3 separate regions of the Mus musculus genome follow, and regions 1 and 2 are each linked to region 3. The links are chromatin contacts, called in public ChIA-PET and promoter capture Hi-C maps. All regions are on one chromosome and are shown on one strand. The core of a region is the stretch at or near the end of the contact, and the rest is flanking DNA. Distances in the headings are between cores, read along the strand shown. Region 1 overlaps Bend6 (BEN domain containing 6). Region 2 overlaps Dst (dystonin). Region 3 overlaps Ptpn18 (protein tyrosine phosphatase, non-receptor type 18).

Region 1 (4,064 bases), core at 695-3,194, 590 kb before region 3:
CAACCAAACAAAAGCCGTGCCTCCGGTGGTGGCGCATGCCTTTAATCCCAGCACTCGAAAGGCAGAGGCAGGCAGATTTCTGAGTTCGAGGCCACCCTGGTCTACAGAGTGAGTTCCAGGACAGACAGGGCTATACAGAGAAACCCTGTCTTGAAAAACAAAAACAAAAACAACAACAAAAACTAGTCGACCTCACTTGTCTTGGATTTCCCATGTAATATGCCTTTACCACCTAAGCTAATGAGTAGCTATTATCTTAAATGGTGTGCTCTGCCATGCCTCTGACCCAAGGTGATGCATGTCTATCACTTGCTAAAGGCAGCCGATACAGAGGTTAAAAGCTACCAGAAAAGTCAAAAGCACCTATTTATGGATACTGGTTGATAAACAATGACATTTGCAGAACTGTTTTTTGTCTGGGTCAGTTGGGATCAATTGGAGCCAGTGACTTAATCCCTTATAAAACTCTGTTAAAGATTTCTGTAAAGTATCCCATGTCTTCTTGTGTGATGCTTTCTGTGCTGGTCAATAAATACAGAGCAAGCCCTTTGTCAGGGGCAGAGTCCACTCACAGCTACACACCAGACATACATAAACACCGTTAGTCACATGCAGAAAAGACAGACACCCAAAGATATAACAGACAGACACAGAAGGACAGACACAGGGACAGATTCACAAGATCACCTTCAGGCTGACACAGACTCTCATACAAACATACAGTCAGGAGACCCAAGGAGCATGAAGTAGAGAGTTCACATTGGACTCTCTTGGCTAATGTCTCGAAGGGAAATTACTGGTGAGTTGGAGTTAATCACTAATGCGTTTAATCCATGCCATCTTATAATGTCTAGTCAAATGAATAGAAACAAACAAGCAATTTCGAAACCACAAGTCATCCTCCTATGTATTTCATACAGATATAACCTGTGGGGTATAGTTATATTACATTAATGAATTTTAGTTGTTCTAGCCCGAAAAATAACCAAAAGTGGATTCCTCTATAAGCTGATGGCAATGTTGATTTGTTTCTCTAGAGAACATGTTTAACAATTTATATGCACCTCATAATATCAAGTCTTGTGGATAATTTTGGAGAGTGCAATGCTTTTTGAAAAAATCAGGAACAAATTAAGATTTCTATTATGATTTTCATGTGCTACTAAATGATATATATGTAGTCTTTTACAGTGTTTTATAAAGTGGGTCAGAGGTGGGGATATGAGGGAGATGGTACTGTTTAAGGACATGTGAATACAGCATGCTACATGCATTATAAAACACGTAAAAATGTATAAAACATGTATAAAATGTGGGACTGTATAAAGACATTCAAATAAAAATACAGGATGAACATGTCGGTAAGTTGTTCAAAGGAAAGGAGGGCAATGGGGTAGTGAGGAACAGCTGTGAGCTGAGTTCTAAACAGAAGAGCAAAGAGTAAGTCTTACTGAAGAAACGCACCAATTTCCATAAAATATTTTGGGAGGAAAACCATTTTCAGACAGTTTGATGATCTTTTGTTTAGATCAGAAAACAAACTTTGAACAATGTTATATCTGGTGCTGGCTGAAATGAAGTAGGAAAACTGTCTACTGTCTGTGTTTCTAACTTAACCTTAAAAAGAGAACAGAAACTATATTCCCTTGGTTGGATAAAGAGTTAAAAAGGACAAATTACAGAAGATGGGGGAAAGTGCCAAGAAACAACGAGGAACAAGGCTGAGAATTGCAGAGGCAGCTGAGGTAGATGAGAAGATTAAATCAACAGAACACCGACCTGTGCTTTCTCCAGAGCACTATTCGCATTTTCTGAGTTTGCTGTCTCTGTCCGTTTCCTCTTTCTTTTTCTAAGAACTTGGTTGTCGGTGATGTCATCTGTCTGCAAGATCTTCTGCATTTTCTCAATTAGTCAGCCCAGGCTTTCCGGAACGGCGATGGCAGAAACGCCCATGTAGGTGCCGCTGTTCTGCATGCGGTTCTCGCTTCTTAAAAACAAAAACAAAACACAGGGGGCCTCAGCCTGCTGCCGGCTCAGGTGAGCGCCTTTCACGGAAGGTGCCATGTGGAAGGGGCCATGTTGTTGTCTTTCTTACTGGCCAACTTCCCGCACATGTTTACTTGACTCAAAAAAATCCAGCTTGGTGCTGGAGACGTGGCTCAGTGGTTAAGAGCACTGACTGCTCTTCCAGAGGTCCTGAGTTCAATTCCCAGCAACCACATGGCGGCTCACAGCCTGGGATCTGAAGTCCTCACAGATGTGTCTTACGACGGCTATGGTATACTCACATACATAAAATAAATAAGTCTTTTTTGTTTTAAAGATTTTATTTATTTTATATATGTAAGTACACTGTAGCTGTCTTTAGGCACACCAGAAGAGGGCATCAGATCCCATTACAGATGGTTGTGAGCCACCATGTGGTTGCTGGGAATTGAACTCAGGACCTCTAGAAGAGCAGTCAGTGCTCCTAACCTCAGAGCCATCTCCCCAGCCCTAAATAAATAAATAAATAAATAAATCTTAAAAGGAAAAAAAAATCTATTGCAAGGCAGGGGATTGATACACAGTAGCAGGTCATACTTTAAGAAACAAAAGAACCCATTCAGCTTTGTTACCGCCCTCAAGCTGCTCATGTGGTCAGGTGCGGCTAGTTGGCTTTAAAAACTTCAAACAGTGTAAGAACACTTTCCATCTGCCCTTCTTGTCAAGTAGCCATGAAGAATCTACAGGTTTTAAAAATTCTAGGTGTATGTAAACATCATCACACAGAACTGAAATTATGCACTTCTAGGAAAATGTATTAATAATAGTTGACAACATCAGGATGGAGGGTAAACATATTCCCAAGAGACCAATAAGAGTTGCTTAGACCCGAGTTTTGCTTTAAAAGGTGTTTTTCTTTCTGAAAACTCTGCAATCTTATGATAAGAGGTTCCCCTTGTCCCAAACTAGTTGAGTCTATCAGTAGGGTTGTAATGACAACATTTAACCTTGGTTATGTATAGCTGGTGATGCACATTAGGTCTTATTTAATCTTCAGAGTATTTGCTTCAATTGGTTTGTTTTCATAAGCATTTAATTATACGTAATAAAACCAGAGTCAGATTGAGCATATGAGTCTTCATGAAATATATAGAATATTGAGCACCCGGTAATATTTTGCTTCTTATCAAATTACTATAAATGTATTAGCAAATGCACTACTCAAAAATTTTTATTCACAAAGTTTATAATAAAACACTGGAGTCCAGCATCGTTTTGAAAGCTATATTTACTAATGTGATGAGTGAAGTTTTCAAGATAACATTATAGTTGGGCATAGGGTACACACCTGCAAGCCTAGCACTTCAAAGATGAAGGCAGAGGGTTTCATGTTCAAGGCGAACCTGGGTGACACCGTGAAATGTATTTTCTAAATTCTGAAATAAAATAAAACATAAACATACAAAAAGAAAAAAAAACCAAACTGGATAGCATTTTGGTTAGCTGGGGTTCAAATTGAATGTTTGCTCACATAAAAATAATTTCTAATGTTATGTGTGTTTTTTACGTGTGTGTGTGTGTGTGTGTGTGTGTGTGTTCAGGGGCACACATGCCACAGTTGCTGGGTTCAAGGGATTGAACACGTTTCCAGGCTCATTGATTTTTTGATTTCTTTTTTTTTTTTAGATTTATTTATTTATTATATGTAAGTACACTGTAGCTGTCTTCAGACACTCCAGAAGAGGGCATCAGATCTCATTACGGGTGGTTGTGAGCCACCATGTGGTTGCTGGGATTTGAACTTCGGACTTTCGGAAGAGCATTCGGGTGCTCTTACCCACTGAGCCATCTCACCAGCCCGATTTTTTGGTTTCTTAATGGCTGACATTCAAACTGAGTTGAGATGAATTTTCTTTGCAGCTTTAATTTGCATTTCTCTGATGGCTGGTGAGATTTAACATTTTCCATGTGTTTAATGGCACATCTGTTCGTTTTACTTCCCCCATTATTGATGAGTCTGTTTGGTTCCTTGTTTGAATTTTGATGAGGACTGCATTGTCTCTGTGGGTTACTGTTGG
Region 2 (3,878 bases), core at 749-3,248, 530 kb before region 3:
ACGAATAATATTTGCTTGCTAGCATGTTAACAGATAAAGATTCATGCTTTTTAGTGCTGCTGAGATTAAATTAAAAGGGACTTTCACAATGGTGCTAGAAATGTAATTTGTAACTTTTATATTACTTATTTTTCTATCCATGTACTTTATTAGTGTTCATGTGTGTGTGTGTGTGTGTGAGTGTGTGCATGTCAAAGCACATTTGTGGAGGTCAGAGGACAATGTGTGTGTGTGTGGGGCAATTTCACCTTGTGGGTCCTGCTGAGTCATCTTGCCACCAAGCTTTTAATGAAATGCTAACTCTGCTTCTAAATAAAAAAAGATTTAGGTAATCCTGGTTTGCTTCCTATTGTTGTGAGAAAGACCACTGTCGAAAGTAGCCTGGGGAGGGGAGGGTTAATTCAGGTTTGTGTATTCTCTCATGAAGGGGAGCAGAGGGACAAAGTCAAGCAGGACAGGACCTGGGAGGCAGGACGGGAAGCAGAGACCATGCAGGAATGCTGCTTACTGATTTGTTCATCAGCTTCATGGTGAGCTACCTTTCTTATGCCTCCCAGTACTGCCTGCCCAGGGATGGCACTGCCCCTAGTGGCCTGGCTGTTCCACATCAGTCATTGACTAGGAAGATATCCTCATAGACTTGGCCTATAGGCCAATCTGATGATAGCATGTTCTCAATTGATGGTCCTTCTTTCCCAGTGACTCTAGCCTGTGCCAAACAAACAAACAAACAAACAACAACAACAACAGACAAAGGAACAACCAACTAGCCTAGGGAAACACACACACACACACACACACACACACACATATACCTTGCTTCTTGTATTCCATACAATTAAAATTTAAAGTATCTCAGTTTGAGTTAGTGATATAATAAAGAATGGTGGAGCCATATGTTGGAAAATTATTCAGTTAGAAAGATGTGCATTTGAAATACTATCTATCGGAATCCTTGCTAAATCTCTATCAGTCTAGGAAGATAAGTAGGATCTGTGTTACTGCTAGGGATTGTTTTGGAAGGATGTTTTAGAAAGATAGAGCAGGGTCATTCAGACAGATTTTTAGTTCAGACATAAATGGTACATTTATAGGAGGACTTATGTTTTGTGATCAGTATTTTCTGAGCATGTCAGACAGGTAAAAGAACCAAAGTCAAAACCTGTGGAGAGTCTGAAAGAACGTAGGTAGGAGAAACAGAACCCGACAGTGGTGGGGTGGTGGAGTCGGTGTGGGGGTGGAGTTATCATGGCCGTGAACGCATTCTGAGTACGTCAGGCTGAAGAACGCTACAAAAAGTCACACTGGAACAAACTCCAGTCAAGTTCACGAACTGGGGAAGCCAACCAGAGTCAAGGGGTGGAGGTTGGAAAGTTCGTAGTTCTTGCTGGAATATCAGGGAGACTCCAGGGAAGGTTGTACAACATCATGATAGCTTTAGCCACTGCTTCAGACTCAGTAGCATCCTCCCAGGAAAGGGTCCCCCGGTGCAGTGCTTGCTGAGATCTAGGCTGCGCCTCCACAGAGTGCAGAGTGGGCGTGGCATGCTGAAGTCTGTGCCGTGCTCCGCCCAGTGCTGAGGGGGTGTGGCGAATGGAGGGAGAGCAGGAGAACTGGACACTGTAAGGGGCTGTGACAAAAACTCACTGCACAGCATTTCTCAGTGACCGCATTGACCTCCGATTGCCGGGAAGCCTGCGTCCTGCTCCCCGTTTCTCCTCTTTACTCAGAATACATTATCAGCGGCTGTTAGGTCATGGGACAACTCCCTCTGCATCCCCTCCCCCCAGCTTTCTGATAAGTACACCTCCAGAGTAAGCAGATTTTGAAAGAGAATGTACTGCCAGAAAAGCATTTAAGTCTTGAACACAGACCAAATATACACTTCATCTCAGCAGGGGCCAAAAGCTCGTTCCCATAACATAGTCAGGAGCATCAGTCAGCCCTTCCTCTCCTGTGCACAGTGATGGGGCTGGGGCGGTTTGGAGACATTTCTGACCAGCGCAGTGTATGCCGGGACCTCTGCTCTTTGGTTCCTGCATAGCAGCCAGTCTGGGGGGCTTGATAGGGAGTCTTGGCCAAACATCTACCCCTGACTGACTGCTGCTGCCTCCCTTTCATTACCTTTGGGATTTGAAGTCCTGCTCGGAGCTTCAGCACCAAACTTCAGTAGCCCTGATTAACTTCATTCATTGGTAGAGATATTGATGTTTAAAATGTTTAACAACCGGAGTTATTTCATATCGAGTGGTTCTTTCTAGTTGCTAGATCTGGGGCAGGTTGCAGAGCACTGGGGAGTAGGGTGATACAGGAGGACTTGCCGGGGTTTTTTGGGACCTTTACCCCAGTTCCTGTGTTTTATGCAACCATGCCCTTGGTGGCTGTGCAGACCCGGGCCTCTGCGTGCCGCAGGCTTGTCTTGCTGCTTCCTCTCAGTCCAGTCTGTTCTCTGCTTGAGCCAGTGCTACAGTATCTACTCTGTGGCTGAGACTGCCCAAGTTAGGATAGGGCTGGCATCAACCTCAGGAATCTTTTTCCAGAAACAGTCCAGAAATAGGTGGACCTCAAGATGAAGCTGTTCTTTGAGAACAGATATTTGGAGGATGCCCTTGATAACAGACATAGTTGTAAGATTGTGTTGCCACACATCCTCCCTCCCCCACTGTGTTGGCAGTTCAGTTTCTATGTGTTTCCATCTTTTACTTGATCGATCTCTCTCTCTCCTTTCCTCCCTCCCTCTCTCTCTCTCCTTCCCTCCCTCCTTCTTGGTATTTTTTGAAACAGGGTTTCTTTGTGTAGCTCTGGCTGTCCTGGAACTAGCTATAAAGCTAGACCAGGCTGGCCTCAAACTCAGAGATCTGCCCGCCTCTGCCTCCTGAGTGCTGGGATTAAAGTCCTGTGCCATTGCTGCCACCACAACCCAGCTCTGTCTCTTAACCTTATAAGCTTATTTTTGTGTCTTAACAACTCTGAGTGTATAGTGGCCATTGGAAAAGCTGTAAGGATTGCAGCTGAGATACTGAAGAAGTGTTTAGGTCTTTAGTATGACTTCAATTTTCAAAGCCCCTCCTGTTCTTTTGTCTTCGGCTTCCTGTGTCCCTGGCCCCACCTCTCTGCTTGCTTTCCTGCCTGGCTTCTCCCATGATCCTCTTTGTTTCTCACACCTCTCTGCACTGCCTTCTCACTTGCGACAGGCCTTCATGCCTGTTTTTTAAGTGTCATTCATCAAATATAGTCACATCTCACCATAAAATCTTGCCTTTAGCTCCTCCGAGTTTATAGCTGCTGGATCTGGGACAGGTTGCAGAGCCGCGAGTAGGAGCAAGCCGGGTGCCATGGATGTTGTGAACACACCATAAAATATGCTTATTTCCTTCACATCTCATGGTGTCTTGTTTTGGAAAGGATTTTTTACACACACGTTTTTACGATGGTGACTTTTTATTTATGGATTAGGGACTATTGTCTGTGACTCTTTAAATCTGAAGAGGGCCACATGCAGACAGATTGAGCTCACATTCATCTGTAATTACAAAGGCTGGGTTATGATTTGCTTGTGGCGGGGCTATTTATAGAGCCTGCCATTGCGCATGACTGTCTGGGCCCAGGGCTGTGAGACCTAGCTGCTGCCAGAGCAGATTGCACTGATTCTGCGCCTGCTCAGCAGGCGGTCTTTCCTTCTTACTGTCTTTAACTGTATGGCATCTTAGCATGCTTCTAGAATTCTTATCTGTGACCCACTTTGCTATGCCATATGGCTACTGTTTCTGCAGCATAGTTGGACCTGTTTGAGATGTATATTGTGGCCAGTGTTATGTAGTCATTCTCTCTCTCTTTCTCTTTTCTTTTCTTTTTTGAGATAGAGTCTTCCTAAAATG
Region 3 (4,480 bases), core at 537-3,036:
AGGAGGAACAGAATGGGGAAAGGGGCATTGTGGGTAGGCTATGATGGTGTCTGCTCTGATTCACGATTGTCAGTGCTGGCTGCGGACGAACAGGTGTCCTGTGCGCTGTTGACTATGTGAGGCAGTTGCTGCTGACCCAGGTATGACGTCCTCTGCTCTGTGTGCAGTATGTCCCATGTCTGCCTACCAGGGTCTGGTCACACTTCCCCTCTCTATCCCAGACAATCCCTCCCAACTTCAGTCTCTTCCAAGTGGTCCTGGAGATGCGGAAACAGCGGCCTGCAGCAGTGCAGACAGAGGTATGTGCTTGCCCCGTCTTCCTGTTCCTAAGGACGAGGGAGGTTTGCTTAGCTTCCCAATCTCCCCTTCTCAATGACCACTCACCCCAACAGGAGCAGTACAGGTTCCTGTACCACACAGTGGCTCAGCTATTCTCCCGCACTCTCCAGGACACCAGCCCCCACTACCAGAACCTCAAGGAGGTACAGAGCCCCCAATTTCACCCTTTCTGCCAGCCATCAACACCTATACCCTTCTTGGGAACAGCAACCGACTTACTGTGAAAGGCACCTTTGCCTCCTCAGAGCTCCTTCCCCAGGCTGTTCCCTAAGCTCACCTAGGCACCCACAGTGACCTGCAGCAGGGCTATGGCCTCAGGACCGACCCTGCCTGCTTCCCTGCAGAACTGCGCTCCAATCTGCAAGGAAGCCTTCTCCCTCAGGACCTCCTCAGCCCTGCCTGCCACATCCCGGCCACCAGGAGGGGTTCTCAGGTACTGGGCTCACTCTGTCCCTGGAAAATCAACCTCTACAGTCTGGGTTAGCTTTTCCCTTGGTCTTCCAGAAGGTAATTAATTAGGCAAGTACATTTTTAAAGAATTTCAATCTCTCTCTCTCTCTCTCTCTCTCTCTCTCTCTCCCTCTCTCTCTCTCTCTCTCTCTCTCTCTCTCTGTGTGTGTGTGTGTGTGTGAGAGAGAAAGAGTATGTGAGTCCTTACCTTCCACGTGTTTTGAGAAACAGTCTCACTGTGTACATCAGAGCTTCTGGGGACTCACCTGTCTCTGTCTCATTGTAGGAGGGTTGGGGTCTCACACACTCTACCACATGCGTCCTCCCTAGTCCCACTTGCCAATCTGGCCCTGTCCCTCCTGCTGTGGGGATTCTAGGGACACGGAACCTCTACTTTCTGCCCTCAGGTGGCCCGCCCCTTCCCTCCTTTCCTGCTCTGAAGACTGGGGCAGGCAGGAAGGAAGCCCGTAGCCTGGGCTGAGCTTGCTCCCCCCCCCCCGCCCCCCTCCCTTGTGCTAAGCGCTTTCACTTCCTCTGCTTGTTGCCCGCTGCAGGAGCATCTCGGTGCCTGCGCCCCCGACCCTCCCCATGGCTGACACTTACGCTGTGGTGCAGAAGCGTGGCGCTTCGGCGGGCACAGGGCCGGGGCCGCGGGCGCCCACCAGCACGGACACCCCGATCTACAGCCAGGTGGCTCCACGTGCCCAGCGACCGGTGGCACACACGGAGGACGCACAGGGGACAACGGCACTGCGCCGAGGTGAGTTGAGGCCCTCCGGGGGTGTGGAGCTGAGGACAAGTACCTATTAGCAACTTTCCCGCTCTCCTAAGGCTCCCGAGGGTCTAAGCGCTGCTCGGAGGTCAGCCCCAGATCCAGCATGGCCACGCCCCTAGGCTACTAAACGTCGGGGTTCAAGCCCCAAAATGAGCCCCAGGTCAGGTCTCAATTGGGAGACTGGGCTGTCTAACCCAAGGCCCCAAAGACAGACCTCCGAACTTGGACACGCCCATGGACACGCCTCCTACCGCTACCTCGGGAAGGGAAATCGGTAGCTATGCTGCTCTAGAGTCCCTGGAACTCTTAAAAGCAGCTTGAGCTGACCCATAGGGGTTCTCCTGCCCTCAGTTCCTGCGGACCAAAACTCTTCCGGGCCTGATGCCTACGAAGAAGTAACAGATGGAGCACAGACTGGAGGGCTAGGTAAGTCAGAGCCTAGGGTGCAGCTTTGGAGAGCCCCAGGACTTCGGGAGTTCGGGCTGGGGCACTGGACTCAGGTTCTCCTTCATATACCTGGATCTGGAGCGGTGTGGGTTTGGAGGAGGTTACCCTGTCACTCCTTAGCTTCTGCATGGAGCCCTTCTTCCCTTAGGCTTCAACTTGCGCATCGGAAGGCCCAAAGGGCCCCGGGATCCTCCAGCAGAGTGGACACGGGTGTAACGAGTGCTGTGCCAGTTATAGCCTGCCACTCGGTGGTGGCTGGACTCCTGGAACCACCATACTGCTGTGCAGTGTGTTATGTATGAGTGGGACTTGTGGGCCTGATTCAAAATAAAAGTTTCTCAGGGCAGAAAAAAATAGGGGCTTTGTTCCAGTGATTCTAGCAGTCAAAGACTGGGGCTAAGAGAGGTAAGTGGGGGAGGTGGTGGATCTATTCTGAGACAATTTAAGGAAGCAGGTCAGGAGTGGCCATCACCACCCTCCTCCCCGTACACCTACCGGAGAGTGCATCCCAGACAGAGTCCTAGCTCACAGAGCCCTCAGCAGGTGCCTATCAGGATCAACAAGCTGACCTCCAGCTAGAGACACGTCTAGATAGATCCTCAGATAAACTTGCAATGAGCTAGAAAGATCTCTGGCTGGTCAGAGAAATGGAACACCAGCCAGGTAAATAGGGTGCCATCCAGAAAGACAGAACTTCCAGCCCTGACTTTCCTTGAGATGCAAGAAAGTAGATCCTTCAGAACAAACATATGCACGATGCTCCAGACCCCGATCCTGCCCCAACCCCACCCCCAACCCCACCCCGCCCCACTGCCACAATGTCACCAACACAGGAGGGTCTGTATGGCAGTTGTTCATCCAGTCAGTCCTGGCTATGCTTTCTCCAGGCTCTTGCAATTCCTGTCTTGAATCTGATGAAGGCTCCTACCATGAACTTGCGTATCTAGGCAAACATTAAAATGATTTTCGTAGAATTCAGTGAGGAGTGAGCCAAAAACTCAACTCAAGAGCCTTATGTGGCTTCATGGATCTCAGACCACAGCCAGCTGCAGGCTCCCAGGTTCATGGCGGTCCTGGGAAGCATTCGCCTTTTAGTGTTGGGGGGGGGAGGAGGTTATGAAACTTGTCTTATTTGGCCACAGTGTCTACTCTCATTGTCAAGTGCTAGAAGATCTGTGCCACGAACAGCTCGGCCAACAGGAACCAGGGATGACTGGGAAACCTTGGGAATCTTTAGCAGCTCAGTGAATCTAAATTCTAAGGTGAAAGTCTCGGGGTGGGGGTGGGGCGGCTGGAGAGATGGCTCAGTGGTTAAGAGCACTGACTGCTCTTAAAGGTCCTGAATTCAAATCCCAGCAACCACATGGTGGCTCACAACCATCCGTAATGAGATCTGGTGCCCTCTTCTGGGGTGTCTGAAGACAGCTACAGTGTACTTACATATAATATTTAAAAAGAGAGAGAGAGCTGTGGGGGACTGATCATGCTGAGAGGCAGCTGGGAGCAGAGAAGGGTCAGGGTGCTCTATTTAGAGCACGGGGGCTAGGGCTGACCATCCTGGAGTAACAAAAGGAAGGAGAGGAGGGATAGGGTGACATTTGGCACATAGGTTAATCTCAAAGCCAGAACCATTGAATTCCTTGAGACCAGCCAGGAAAGCAGTAAATTCCTGGAAATGGGGAGCTGTTGCCCAAAGAGGAAGAATTGCTCATCCCGAAGGATGAGAAACCAACAGAAGTTAACCAGGATGGCTGCCGTTAATAGGATTAATTCTCAGCTCAGAGAGCACTGTACAGGTCTTAGCTGTCCTGTTTGAGAACAGGGAGGGACTGTATTGAAGTCTAAGAGTCTCTGGGATTGGCAGGTGGGAAGACTCCCGGGCAATCTGTTGGCTGTCAGTTCCCCCCTAAGAATCTACCCTGAGTCAGATGGCTACTCACTCCTGACTGGTCTCTGCGGCCCGCCTTCGTAGCCTTCCTCCTATTCCCCTTCTGCTCAGAGTAACGCCCAGATTGCTCAGTTTGTTACTTTTATTAATACTGAGTGGCAGCTTGACAGAATCCATCTTTGTAAGAGGGTCTGTGCATTGTGTGAACAGAAGTGGGAGGACTCACTGTGGGGATGGACAGCACCATTCTATGGCCTGGGGTCCTGGGCTGAATGATAAGCAAGCAGTCTGGACACCCGGATTCATCTCTGTTTCCTGACTGCAGATGGGATGTGACCAGCTGCCTCCTGCTCCTGCCGTGAGTTCCTCGCCATGATGGACTGTACCCTGGCCTCAAATAAAACCTTCCTTCCTTAAGTTGTGTTTGTCAAGCATTTTGTCCCAATAATAGCAAAGTAAGTAATACAGGGAGTAAAAGTCTGGTCTGGGGAAAGTCTTAGGTGGTCTTGGATCTCCTTCTGAAGAAATGAGATTCTGTTGTGTTGCTTTTATGTTTGCTTTGATATACTTGAGACTAAAAC

The links. ChIA-PET counts read pairs in DNA pulled down with a chosen protein or histone mark. Capture Hi-C pulls out chosen DNA fragments and counts their contacts.
Region 1: an RNA polymerase II ChIA-PET map of effector CD8 T cells shows a contact between it and region 3, with 6 read pairs. The contact joins two enhancer-like sites. A contact is called at or near these places in 2 of 115 datasets of contacts at active chromatin or transcription factors (effector CD8 T cells and microglia).
Region 2: a contact with region 3 is called in a promoter capture Hi-C map of adipose tissue. The contact joins two enhancer-like sites. A contact is called at or near these places in 1 of 115 datasets of contacts at active chromatin or transcription factors (bone marrow-derived macrophages) and 1 of 9 other capture datasets (adipose tissue).

The regions. Positions count from the first base shown.
Region 1 is chr1:33,881,662-33,885,725 of GRCm38.p6, forward strand. Bend6 (BEN domain containing 6) reads right to left here. Exons shown (of 7, transcript NM_177235.3): 2 at 1,780-1,987. The coding sequence starts at 1,899. Among named protein-coding and RNA genes, the nearest start is that of Gm38471, 8.9 kb to the left of the region's middle. Within about 2 kb of position 1,945, at least 147 of the 459 cell types and tissues checked have an H3K27ac peak or open chromatin away from gene starts, as enhancers often do. A contact at or near this core is called in effector CD8 T cells and microglia, where this site is marked.
Region 2 is chr1:33,943,588-33,947,465 of GRCm38.p6, forward strand. All of the region lies in intron 2 of Dst (dystonin), which reads left to right. Among named protein-coding and RNA genes, the nearest start is that of Dst, 37 kb to the left of the region's middle. Within about 2 kb of position 1,999, at least 65 of the 459 cell types and tissues checked have an H3K27ac peak or open chromatin away from gene starts, as enhancers often do. A contact at or near this core is called in adipose tissue, where this site is marked.
Region 3 is chr1:34,471,420-34,475,899 of GRCm38.p6, forward strand. Ptpn18 (protein tyrosine phosphatase, non-receptor type 18) reads left to right here. Exons shown (of 15, transcript NM_011206.2): 9 at 74-140; 10 at 222-299; 11 at 393-482; 12 at 684-772; 13 at 1,344-1,549; 14 at 1,916-1,990; 15 at 2,160-2,365. The coding sequence ends at 2,227. Among named protein-coding and RNA genes, the nearest start is that of Gm32566, 11 kb to the right of the region's middle. Within about 2 kb of position 1,787, at least 205 of the 459 cell types and tissues checked have an H3K27ac peak or open chromatin away from gene starts, as enhancers often do. A contact at or near this core is called in adipose tissue, effector CD8 T cells and microglia, where this site is marked.